Regions from separate parts of the Sus scrofa genome. Here region 2 is linked to region 1. A link is a contact called in public HiChIP or PLAC-seq data. All regions are on one chromosome and are shown on one strand. Each heading gives the region's core, a stretch centred on a gene start, on an enhancer-like site or on the middle of the called end of the contact. The rest is flanking DNA. Distances are from core to core; before and after follow the strand shown. Region 1 has its middle 640 kb from the start of QKI. Region 2 has its middle 390 kb from the start of QKI.

What was found. HiChIP or PLAC-seq counts read pairs in DNA pulled down with a chosen protein or histone mark.
Region 2: a contact with region 1 is called in an H3K27ac HiChIP or PLAC-seq map of skeletal muscle. The contact joins two enhancer-like sites. A contact is called at or near these places in 5 of 47 Hi-C or Micro-C datasets (embryonic fibroblasts, fibroblasts, heart right ventricle and 1 more) and 1 of 2 datasets of contacts at active chromatin or transcription factors (skeletal muscle).

Annotation. Positions count from the first base shown.
Region 1 is chr1:4,244,837-4,251,344 of Sscrofa11.1, forward strand. No RefSeq gene overlaps it. Among named protein-coding and RNA genes, the nearest start is that of QKI, 640 kb to the right of the region's middle. Within about 2 kb of position 2,650, at least 38 of the 83 cell types and tissues checked have an H3K27ac peak or open chromatin away from gene starts, as enhancers often do. A contact at or near this core is called in skeletal muscle, where this site is marked.
Region 2 is chr1:4,494,617-4,501,124 of Sscrofa11.1, forward strand. No RefSeq gene overlaps it. Among named protein-coding and RNA genes, the nearest start is that of QKI, 390 kb to the right of the region's middle. Within about 2 kb of position 3,350, at least 5 of the 83 cell types and tissues checked have an H3K27ac peak or open chromatin away from gene starts, as enhancers often do. A contact at or near this core is called in skeletal muscle, where this site is marked.

The DNA.
Region 1 (6,508 bases), core at 1,400-3,899:
TGACTAATGACTTGTGCGCATGACCCCTGAGAGTCAACCCCTCACCACAGGTGAAGATCCAGAATAAGACGTAAACACCGAGGGCTAGCCTGCCCCACCAGGGGTCTCATCCAAGCACTGCTTCCAGCCACCCCCGCTCCCGGCGTCGTGGAATCCCAGTGGTGTCCAGAGGGGTCCTTCCTCCTGCCTTTGTGGGCCTCCAGGAAGTGACCTCAGCCCTGCTCCAGCCCTGGACCAGGCTGGCCTGGCCGCGGCAGCCTTCCTAGGTGGAATGTTGGGACAAAGGGAAGTTCTACCGGGCCTCCTGAGAACGTCCCTCCTAGATGTTCAGAAGGGCTCCTGCAAGGTACTCTCCGCCTCTGCACACTGTCTGCCCTAAAACGGGCCTCAGAACCATTAAATCCTAGCTCCCCACCAGCCCAGGGGTAAAAGCATCAGTGGAAGAGAGGCCAGTGGAGGAAAGGCAGGGCCAGGAGCTGCCTGCTGTTGGAGACACTGAGCAAACTTGAAACCTGCCAAGTGCAGAGGACTAGTTTCCCGCTTAAGCTGGTTTGTTCCAGTTCTCTGTTATTTGGAGGCTGCAGCGTCTGAACTGCTTTGTAATTATCGCTTTTCTACAGAAAGAGAACATCAGTGAAATAGGTCTTCATTTGCATTTGCCATATACCCTCTCCTATGTTCAAGAATATGCAGTATTTGGAGTTCCCGCTGTGGTTCAGCGGTACATGCCCGACGAGTATCCATGAGGATGCAGGTTCCATCTCTGGCCTCACTCAGTGGGTTAAGGACCCGGCATTGTGGTGTGCTGTGGAGTAGCTTACAGACGCAGCTTGGATCTGGTGTTGCTGTGGCTGTGGTATAGGCCAGCAGCTACAGCTCCTATCCTACCCCTCACCTGGGAACTTCCATATGCCATGGGTGTGGCCAAAAAAAAGTATTCAGTAATGAAATTTACTTTTCCAAAAATTTCACTATATTCATGTTTGAAAACAGAGACTTTAGCCTTTTATTGTACGTCTGCACATAATGACCATCAAGACGGATCTTACATCAGAGGGTCTCTGTCAAGAAGCCAGGACTGACTGGTTGTGCTTAGACAATGAACTCTTGTGTCTGGGATCACAGCCCAGCCCCACCCCCTCCTCACCTGGGACGAAGTCAAAGGTCATGAGTTCTCTGCACCTCCCTGGCTCCTGGGCTATGATAGGAACAATTGCACTAACCCTGACCTTGGAAGCTGATTATGAGGATTCAGTAAACTGGGGCCATGCTGGTGTGAGGTTCACTGGTTCAGAGACACTCCTTGTCGCCGATGCATCCACCAAGAAAGAAGAAGGTACATAGTCAGTCTCTACCCACGAGATCGTAATCACCTTTGGGAGATGATCATTGTTTGCAGAAAGACACAAGGCGCAGATTAGCATGAACTGCAAGCGCAGTGGATGTGAGAAGAGGAAGCACCTGCCAGGGCAGAGGCAGCAAGAGCTTCTGGTGAAGATGGGCAGAGGTGGGCGGGGAGAGGACGACCTGGACCTGCGAGGGGACCCTGATGCCGCCCACGGAAGCCAAACAGGAGGCACAGAGGAGGGAAAACTCAGGGCCTCCATGGTCGTTGGCGGGAGTGGTGTGGAGGGCCTTACACCAAAGGGTTTAGCAAAGCGGAGTAAGAAGGCACCTAAGAGAGGCAGGAATGGGAACTTCACAAAAGAGTCAGCCTTGGAACGGTCTCCAGAAGGCAACAAGGAAACAAAGCAAAAAGCTTTAAAGAACATTTCGTTTAATTTTGAGACAGATAAAAAGAAAAAAATAATAAGGATGAGAGGATAGAATCCCGAAGGCAAAAAGACCATTAAAGAGATATTTCAAATGTTCTGGTTTGAGAGAGTGAACGTGGACTGATAGGGGCTTCGGTACAAGGATGATAAAGATGGTGATAAAACATTTCCACCTTCTCTCCCTCTCCCATGCTCATCTTCAAACTAACGGCTAATACTTTTCACTCTAGGGGTTAGACGAAAACACAAAATTTGAGAAAACGTCAATGTTAGGAAAAAAATAGGAAAAGAAAAAAAGTCGGCTTAGAGCTCTTCCAACCACAAGAGGGCGCTCCCGGACCCAGGAGCAGAGCTGGGGGGGACTGAGCCCGGATCATTAACGGAACTAGCGGGAGGGCTGCCCAGAAGTCCGGTCTGAAAGGGGTTACCTGGGCAGTTACAACGTGGAGACAGCCTCTGGCCTTTACCTGTGCCCTGTGACATCCACATGATCAATCCTAAGACCCGGAAAGGCACTGAAGGCTTACAAACTTAAGTACTCCCACTCTCGGTAGCAAGTCAGGATTCAGCCTCTCCAGTAAGTGGCGGATGCCCCGCAGGCAAAGCAGGAATGTCCTGATGGATCCCCAAGATTGCAGCATAGGATGCTTTCCTCCTGGGAGCTCCACTCAGCAAGGGGATTCCGCCCTACGGCAGCTGGTGACACAGGTCCGGCCCGACCTCCATTGCCCGACGTGCCCAACCAACTGGGAGAGCGCCAGGGTGCCCAAGATAAAAATAGGATGTTGCCGTGGAGCGCTGGACAGGCTGGCAGATGACACAGGGCCTTGGGAGAGCCTGGAGCCCTGCCCAGAGGCCGTCCTCGCCCTCTGCCGGCCTCGACAAGGGGAGGGGAGTTGGAGCTTCACAGGGAGTCCTGCCAGGAAAGGGCCGCGAGGCAGGGGAAGGGTGGGGAAATCATTTTCCTGTGAGTCAAAGGACAACAGCTGTCACCACGGAGGGAGAAGAGGTGGAACACTGGGTCCAAGCCTTCTCTGGAGCAGTGGCAGCTGAGTCAAAACAAGCAGTCAGAAACATGAGGCCCTTAAAAATACAGTAATTCATGCTACATCAAAGCAGTGATTAGCACAGCTTCCTGGCTGTCTCTCTGTTTATTTATGGTACATTACACATTTTAATGCTATTTTCATAAGGTATTTCAGCTGCCACGGTGCCATATTTGGGAGACAAAAGTGCCTAAGAAGTGCTGCAATTATCGGGCACCCACCCCCAGCCATCCATGAGTCTGGTGTCAACCACAATGACCACTACTTCCCCAAAGGAGAAACAGAAGAGAGAGTGTCCCCATGCAGCCTGCAGGAAGACAGGATGGAAGAGGACGCGGGAGCTGGGAAGAGGGGAGGGCACAAAGGCCAAGTTCATCTTGATTCGTCTCTTGTGGGGAAAGAGGTCAACTTTGAAGTCTTCCTTGAGATACTTCTTTTATTAGGTCATAGGACCCAGTCATCTGTTGGGGATTGCTCACCCAACTCTGGAAGCCAACAGCCCTCTCCGCAAACCAGCTTTATTTTAAATACACTTGAGTTCATGCCAGTGTCCGGGTGGGAGCTGGGAAAAGTGAAAAGCTGCTGGAAATTTCCTCACTCCTCCCCGTGACTTTCTTTCTTTTAAAGAAGGGTGGGGCGAGCATGAGTCCACTTAGGGAACAGCTCCATTCACCTCATATCAAATAGACAAGAGGCATCCCTCCCGCAGGTAAATTTAATAACCGTTTCCTCCAAGTCTGACTTCTCCTTACGATCAACCCCCGAAAAATGCAAGTCGGTGAATGTGTGCCATGGAATATGTCATCTCGGTGTTCAGAGATAAAGCGGGGGGGACAAATAAGAGAAGGTCAGGACAGCGAAGGAAAAAGACTCAGCCCTCACTGGCCCTGGGTCGGGTAACTCAGGAGAGCCGACGGGCGCCTGAGCTGAACCTTCACAACCCACCACGTGGATGCCCAAGAGGCTGCTTTCCGACGGATGAAGGTTCAATGTCATGTCAAGACAGCACTGCATTCATTGTCGAAGTTTCTATTGAAAACTGATTCCTTTGCCGATGTTGTTAATGTTTATGAAATGCTGGAGACGGGCGAGCTTCCAAAAGCAATTCATAGCCGGTTTCCCTGATTTTATGTCTGAGGCCACTGTCCTGTGGCCCTTCCCTGGATTTATCTTTAGGGCCCTTGGATTTATCTGAGGACTGGTCTCCTCACAAAAGTTTCCAACACCAGTGCCAACAGTCTCGGGTGTTGGAACTGGGTGTCTAGGAACTGGCTTCAGCCTGAAACGCATCTCACACAGACCACTTAAGAGCCATCTCAAGATAACTCCGGTCAGAATTTAACCAGCCACCTACAAATAAAGCACATCCCATGACTCTACTCTGAAGGCATTTGATTCTCCAAAGCCTCTTATTTCCAACAGTTGCATCAGCTGTAAACATACACCACACACTGGTGTTTGGTGAGTCAGGCCTCAGCAAAGAGCAGTGTCTTTTTCTGTATTTCTAAAGTTAAATTAGTTTGACTTTGAAGCATAAACTCACCAAAACAAAAGCTCAGGGACGTGTAGGTTTTGGTTGCTCTCCTAATCCTAATAATAACAGCCAACATTTAATAAGTGTCAGGCACGGCCTGTTCTAAGCAGCATCCAAGTGGGGTTTCAGTTAAGCCTCACAGCGCTCTCAGGTAGGAACATTGAGCCGAGAGACAGTGGCCCAGTAATTTGCTGAAGACCGTGTGGCAGTAAACAGGGGAGCCAGAAGCTGAGCCCGGACAGGCTGCGGGAGGGCCCCTGTTATCCACCGTGTGCTCCTCCCTGGGTCTGGGTGCATTTAACCTGGCGGAGGTCCCCGGGTCGCCTCTTTATGCATGAGGGCACGGCCCCGCTTCCTTGACAAGACAAACTGATTTCAAGAGAAAGCAAGTCCTTTTCTACCTCTTAGCAAGTTAAGGCAGCTCAGGAGCCAGGACATTCCTTGTTCAATTGGGGATTGTCATTGTTGCTGTGTCATCTCCATTTGTTTCATGGGTGGTGCTGCTTCTGCCCGAAACCGGAGCACTATGTGGGTTAAAATGTGCTCCCAAACGTTGATGTCAGATTCACACCACGGCGTCAAAGACCAGAGCCGGGGAGGTGTGGGTGCTGGTTCAGGTCCTGGTGCGGGAGGCGTCTGCTCTCCACCGTCTGCGTCCAGAAGTCTCATCGAAGCCAGGAAACACGGTTACCGTGTGGAACGCGGGAATCCACGGTGAGTTCCTGGCAGGAAAGGCCTTCTAAGCAGAGAAGTAGAAGGCATTTCCTCCAAAGTACCAGGGCTCCCAGGAAGCCTCTGGAGCTTCGTGCTGTTGGGATAAAGGGGGCCAAGGTGTAGGAGGCATTGCCGGGCCCCCTGGATGGTGCAGGGGTCGGGGGAAAAGCGGTGGGTTATTGATCTCACACACGCCTGAAGCTAGGAAGCCAGGTCCTGGGTGGGTCCCACCCGCCACTAGGGGGAGCCAGGGTTACGGGTGTCCGCCGGTTCTTAAGGTCACCAGACAGAGGAGAAATTCACTGCCACACAGCTGTCCTCACACCTTCACACATTCACACACAGCAAAGCCAACTCTGTTCCGTCTTTATGTGTGGGAGAGAGAGCGGTACGCGGGGGAGGATCCAGGACCCATCACCTCCGCAAGGGCAGCCCGCCTGGGGGGTCCATGCGAGCCAAACACCAGGGGCATGGCCTGTGGATTCCAGGAGGGCCGTTGCTCCCAGAGAGGGCGGAGGCTCACTTCTAAGTGACAGACAGACCAGCAGGCACACGGCAGTGAGGGACCTCGAGCTCGTAACTCAGCCACAACTAGGTCACCAGGAGCTCCAGGCTCCCCCACGAGGCAGGCAGCACTCAACTCCGGGAGTCTCTTAAATGACACTCAAGCCAAACTTCAGCACATTGGGTCAGAGCAGAAGAAGTCCAGTTTGGAGGCCCTGCATCACCAAGTGTCAGCAGGAGAAAGGACCTCAGAGGTCACATGGTTCAGCCCCTCTGGCGACTGGCCTGGCTCCCACTTTCTCTACGGAAAGTGCTGACACGGCTTCCTAAGCCTTAATTACACGCTGTACTCATCTCTTTAGTCAAAGAAAAGCAGAATGTAAACTCAAAACCATATTGACAGTATTGACCTACTATGGCCCCAAATGAGCTATACTTCTGCCTGCCAATGTGACAGAAACCCCCCAAGAGAAAGACACAATTCTTTGTGTCCTTGACAGACAGCATCAATTTCTGCAGCAGGCACCTTCCCCTCTAGCAGATTTAGGATACTAAAGAAAACTGGAGCCTCTGAGAATACCTTGGGGGGAAAACACTCCTGCCCTTCTCAATATTTTTGTAAGCACATGTAGGTGCGTAAGCTGCTCTGAATGCAAACCCCTAACAGACCTGTTGTAAACGCAGATCTGTACATACGTCCGGATCAGCCCAAGCGCACATCAGAAAAACAAGCTGGCTGTCCTCCCTTCCCCTCCCTCTGTAGGAATTTGGCTTGAGATGAAGGTTTGATCTTTTAGTAATAACATTCTCAGTGTCCAACTGAGTGCAGCCAAGGGAAATAAACACAACGGCTTCTGAACCTGGTTTTGCTATAGATTGACACGGCCGCTGACAAAGGATTAACCTCTTGTTGCCTCAGGCCCCTACCCTGCAAA
Region 2 (6,508 bases), core at 2,100-4,599, 250 kb after region 1:
CCTCAACTGGGCACAGGTTCAATCCTTGGCCCAGGAACTTTCATATGCTATGGATGTGGCCAAAAATAAAATAAAACAATAACAGAGTCATACTATCAGTTCATGTTAAAAAGTTACCAGGAGCTCCTGTCATGGCTCAGCAGTAACGAACAAGACTAGAATCCATGAGGATGCAAGTATGATCCCCGGCCTCACTCAGTGGGTTAAGGATCCAGTGTTGCTGTGACCTGTGGTGCAGTTCAGATCTTGCGTTGCTGTGGCTGTGGCGTAGGCTGACAGCCATAGCTCCAATTGGACTCCTAGCCTGGGAACTCCCATATGCCGGAGGTACAACCCTAGAAATCAAAAAAAAGTAACCCAGTATCAGCTAGTAACTAAGCACTTGACATAGTTTATAGTTTCATCACTAAATCAGTCCTATGAGAAAGAGAGCTTCTACTATCCCCACTTTACAGAAGAGGAATTGGGACTCTTTTTAAAAGTGCCGAGTCACACAGCTTGTAGATGGTGGGGCTGGGATTGGAATCCAGGTGATCTGGCAACAAGTCCTTACAAACACCTGCCATGGATGGTATTTACCACTTGAGTTTTACCTGTGCCAGTGTCACGGGACTATTGTGATGACAATATGTAGAGTGGCACATATTAATGTAAGCTCTTAGCCATGGTTATCAAGTCTCCAGGAAGAGGCTTCAGGAAGAGAGAAGGAAAAACAAAGCTTTCCAGGGACTTCTGTGACTAACCAGTTATTCCTCTGTGCTACCGTCACCTCCCTCTCAATGGAAGGTGACGTCTGAACCAGTTTGCCAAAGCGGGAGCCGCCGTCTTCGTGGTCCTTCAAGCTTTGATGGCCCAGAGAAGGGAGAATCCAGAGAGAGTCTGGGTGGGTGCTCAAGGTGACCTTGAGAGCAGTGCCTTGGGCAGATGCTACAGGCTGGCCGAGCGCGATAATGATTCCTGCCCTTACTGTCTTCACACACTAATCAGAATTAATTGGTGAAAACCATTTTAAACTCGAGGTCCTCTACATATTAGTGCTTAATTACAATACATCATTTGCTCGAAACAAGTACTTGGACCCTGGAGATGAATCCTCTCCCTTTATCCCTTTAATGAGGATTCCATCCTGGACTTGAGCTCAATCACAGCTCCTTGAAATTTAAGGAAAATAACCTCTCTTTTTCTCCCTTGTTTCTCAAACAAATGGATTGAATAGAAGGATAAAAGAGCCATTTTTATTTTTATTTATGTATTTTTGCTTTTTAGGGCCGCACCCACGGCACATGGAGGTTCCCAGGCTAGGGGTCGAATCAGAGCGACAGCTGCCAGCCTGCACCACATCCACAGCAACACAGGATCCAAGCCTCCTCTACAACCTAGACCACAGCTCACAGCGACACCAGATCCTTAACCTACTGAGAGAGGCCAGGGATTGAACCCACAACCTCATGGTTACCTAGTCGGATTTGTTAACGGCTGAGCCACGAAGGGAACACCTAAAAGAGCCATTTTTATTTTTTTTTTAAATTTTTTTATTTTTATTTTTATTTTATTTTCCCACTGTACAGCAAGGGGGTCAGGTTATCCTTACATGTATACATTACAATTACAGTTTTTCCCCCACCATTTCTTCTGTTGCAACATGAGTATCTAGACATAGTTCTCAATGCTATTCAGCGGGATCTCCTTGTAAATCTATTCTAGGTTGTGTCTGATAAGCCCAAGCTCCCGACCCCTCCCACTCCCTCCCCCTCCCATCAGGCAACCACAAGTCTCTTCTCCAAGTCCATGATTTTCTCTTCTGAGGAGATGTTCATTTGTGCTGGATATTAGATTCCAGTTATAAGTGATATCATATGGTATTTGTCTTTGTCTTTCTGGCTCATTTCACTCAGGATGAGATTCTCTAGTTCCATCCATGTTGCTGCAAATGGCATGATGTCATCTTTTTTATGGCTGAGTAGTATTCCATTGTGTATATATACCACATCTTCCGAATCCAATCCTCTGTCGATGGACATTTGGATTGTTTCCATGTCCTGGCTATTGTGAATAGTGCTGCAATGAACATGCGGGTGCATGTGTCTAAAAGAGCCATTTTTAAAGTGCGGATTTTTTTCTTCCTTTGCAAGCACTATAAGATGCCTCATCTCATGGGGCAGATACTGCTGTGCAGTCCCATCACGCACCACGGCATTCCAGGACATTCCAGTCTCTTCCATCAGGGTCATATGATGGTTTGGTTGTGGACTTGCTACACATCACAGAAGCCACCTGCTGCCAAACCATCTTCAATCATGCGCTCCAGGACAAACACCCATTTGCACATTTCCCACCCCTCCAGCAACACGTGATGTCCCTGAAACCTCAGATGTTCCCTCTCATTGCTGCCTCTTCAGCCTGACTCCCAGCATCTCATTCTCAGCAATGAACAGACTATGGTTCTAATGGCTTCAAAAACGAAACCCCGGAGTTCCCGTCGTGACTCAGTGGTTAACGAATCCAATTAGGAACCATGAGGTTGCGGGTTCAATCCCTGCCCTTGCTCAGTGGGTTGAGGGTCCAGCGTTGCCATGAGCTGTGGTGTGGATTACAGATGCGGCTCAGATCCTGCATTGCTGTGGCTCTGGCGCAGGCCAGTGGCTGCAGCTCCAATTCGACCCCTAGCCTGGGAACTTCCATGTGCCACAGGAGCCGCCCAAGAAATGGCAAAAAGGCAAAAAAAAAAGAAAGAAAGCCCTAGCAAAGAACTCATTCTTTTCCAAAAAAAATCCGACTGTGTTCCCTTTGGCTGATCTCAAACACCTGAGTACATCTACCTGGTTTTTATGACAACTGATCTAGAGAAGACCTGGGTGACTCCCACCCAGGCACCCTCCCCCACCCGGCCCAAGTTTCTTTTAAATCATGGAAACTATCACCATGATTAAACTATAAGTCATGGAAACTATAACTATCACCTTATAAAGGTTTTGAAAAGTATATGTCTTCCTCATCTCTGAGCCATTACAAAAATCATACAACCAATCGCTTGGCATTTGCCCTAGACCCTAAACTTGGAGGCCTTCCGGTCTTGATGAAAACCTTTAGTGGGTCCCCTTAGGAGCATCCCTCCCCTCTGGGATTACCCCAGGCTCTGCTGCCACGTCCGCTCCCTCCTGAGCTGGCCAGCACACTCCTCCACCAGAAGCTTCCAGGAAGTTGCCAGCAGACAACCCGAGATTCAAGGACGCCTGAAGGTTAGAGCATTAACACGCATCCACATTTCCCAGATGGGGGAGTAATGCAGAAATAATAAGAATCGTCCCCGGAATACAGGATGAGTCAGGAGGCTCCAGGAATAGCCTGCAGCTTTCCATCTCCTGTTACCGCTCAGCATCACCACTAGAAGCTTCTGTGAGGGCACAGTGACCTCACACGTGTTCTCAGCCCAAAAATATTTGTCTTGAATCCTTTTCCAAATTTCAAACTGTAATAAACTCAAGTTGAAATCTTTTTTTCCCTTCAATTTGACAACCAAAAATCAGTGTTAAAATCCTACTTAAAATGTGTGTTTATGACTTTGTAACTTTCTTTGGGGCTGAGAGTCATAAATCCAGATACTAAAGGCCTTTCTTTCTGGCCCAATTTATGAGAACACTAAAGGAAGTCTGGAAAGTTGTGCATTACGTTGGCAGAGGCAAACTCTACTGAAGAGCCATCAGCTGTTATATTTGACACAGAAGAAGGGAAAACTTTCAAAGGCCTGGAAATGAAGGAGGAAGGGGGAGCGGATGAAGGCCCACCCCAGTAGTCATTACAGACCCGTCAAAGTTTGATGTGCCAATAAGTATTAGAATTTAGAGAAAACTAATTCAAAAAGATACATGCACAATACATGCACCCCAAGTTCACTGCAGCCCTTTTTTACAACAGCCAAGACAGAGAAGCAACCTAAATGTTCATCAAGAGAGGAATAGATAAAGAAGGTACCTATATACAATGGAATACTACCCGGCCATTAAAAAGGTGGAAATGATGCCATTTGCAGCAACATAGATGAACTTAGAGATTATGATGTTGAGTGAAGTCAGTCAGTCAGAGAAAGACAAATATCACATGATAGCACATACGTGGAATTTTAAAGAATGATATAAATAAACTTATCTGCAGAAGATAAACAGACTCACAGACTTTGAAAAGAAACTTATGGTTACCAGGAACTTCCCGTCATGGCTCAGCAGAAACGAATCTGACTAGTATCCATGAGGATGCAGATTCAACCCCTGGCCTCACTCAGTGGGTTAAGGATCTGGCATTGCCGTGAGCTATGGTGTAGGTCGCAGATGCAGCTAGGATCTGGCATTGCTGTGGCTCTGGTGTAGGCCAGCAGCTGTATTTCTGATTGGACCCCTAACCTGGGAACCTCCATATGCTGTGGGTGTGGCCCTAAAAGACAAAAAACAAACCAACAAAACTTATGGTTACCAAAGGAGACAGGTCAGGGGAGGGATGGATTGGGGGGTTGGGATTGGCACATGCACATTGTGGTCTATGGAATGATTGGCCAATGGGGAATTATTGTCTAGCCCAGGGAACTCTACCCAATATTCTGTGATCATCTATGTGGGAAAAGAATCTGAAAAAGAATGGATGTGTGTATATGTATAACTGAATCACTTTGTCATGCAGCAGAAAATATCACATCCTTGTACCTTAATAAAACAAAAAGTGAAAAAAAGTATTAGAATTTATTCCACATAAGGATTCTTTTGCAAATGCATACTAAGAATCATGATTATAAAAGTAGGAGAAAATCCTATCTGACCCATGAGCCTTCTCTGACAGTAATGGGCCCCAGAAGTAGGAGAAAATCCTATCTGACCCATGAGCCGTCTCTGACAGTAATGGGCCCCAAAGATACGGGTTGAGCAATGGACACAATCTGTCAGGGCTCAGTAAGAAGGTTAATTTTGGAAACAGAGAAGGGAAATCCTCTAGGAGATTCTGAAAGGCCCTCATGAGCCCTTGGGGATGCTGCCAAGTTACTGTGTCTGATGGAATGAAGGGAGGAGGCCCTTCCACGGTTCTCACCAGGATTTCCTGGTCAAATGTATGCTCAGGATGAGGAATTGAGGGTGTGTTTCTAAAAGAGGATGAGCTTTCTAGAACACAAGAAAGATTTCAAAGTGACCTTGGTATATCAGCCAATACCATGATGAAACTTAATACTAACACAATTCTGTGTAAAAAGAAAGGCTTTAGCATGTTACATCACCAGTTCTATCAAAAGAAGATATACAAATGTAACTTGTCCACTTTAAAGTATGTAAAGTAAATTAAAATAATAAAATGTTGCCAGGAAGAGTTCCAAGGTCATCTTCTTAGGTCGTTGGCCCACCAACACTTCAAAGGAAAGGGAGGGAAGATTCCAAAATGCCAAGGTAGGTATTTTGAAGGCTTCCTTTGCTCAAAATTAAGCATTCTTTCTGAAGTTTCTTTTGCCATGTTGATTTCTATAACAAAATACATCGTTATAAATAATGCAAAGACAAATGTCACTCTAGCCCCAATGAATTCTTTCAAATTCCTAACTACTGTAATATGAATCAATGTGTTTCCTTAGTTCAAACAGCCTTTCCTAAAAGTGTGTTCTAGTGGAAATCTAGTCCGAAGAAATTCTATGAAAAAGTCTCCAAAGACAAATGCAATAATAATAATAAATGATAATAATCTTAGTAACAGCAACTGACATGCACGCACACACATGCACACACATACACACAACTGTATAGCAGGCACTGTTCTAAGAGCCAGTACCTTTGGGAAGCCTTGCACACTACATCTCCTCTTATCCAAATACAACCTGTCCTGACATTTTCCACTCTGACAGGTCCTATAGCAAAGGAACCTATTCAACTCTGTTTAATCATCCTAAATTAATTTGACAGTGGCACCCTGTTTCTGCATAACATCTATTAATAACAGTTGTGAAACGCTGAGACATATTCATTAATCCATTCCACAAATAGTCACCGAATGCCATTTTTTTTTGCCAAGCACTGAACTAAGCAAATATTAGAAACAGAGAAAAGAGTAGATAACTGAAGATTCAAGAAAGAAACACATTGAAAGACCAAACCGATAAAGCTTATAATGTGATCTTATTTTTCCAGGAAACAAGAGCATGCAGATTGATGGTTTGCGAAGGTCGTAAAGTCGGGCGCTGGGATGGCCAGCCTGAGCCTGTGTGGCATCTGCAGTCTATTCAGCTAATTTGTAGACAGACAGAAGAATTTGAAAAGCCCTATCCCTCAAGATCAAGTTTATTTTAATTATCTCTGAGGACCCTAAATAATGTAAATCTGCATCAAATGCAAACGAAATTTGTTCAGCTATAGGGAAAACTTCTTGTCTAAATGATTAAGTGCTAGCACAGGCCACTAAGAGGAGTTATAGTCCTTGAAATCTCCACTAATAGGATTTATTGCCGTCTTTACCGTGGGCCAGCTAGCACTGCGGCAGGCAG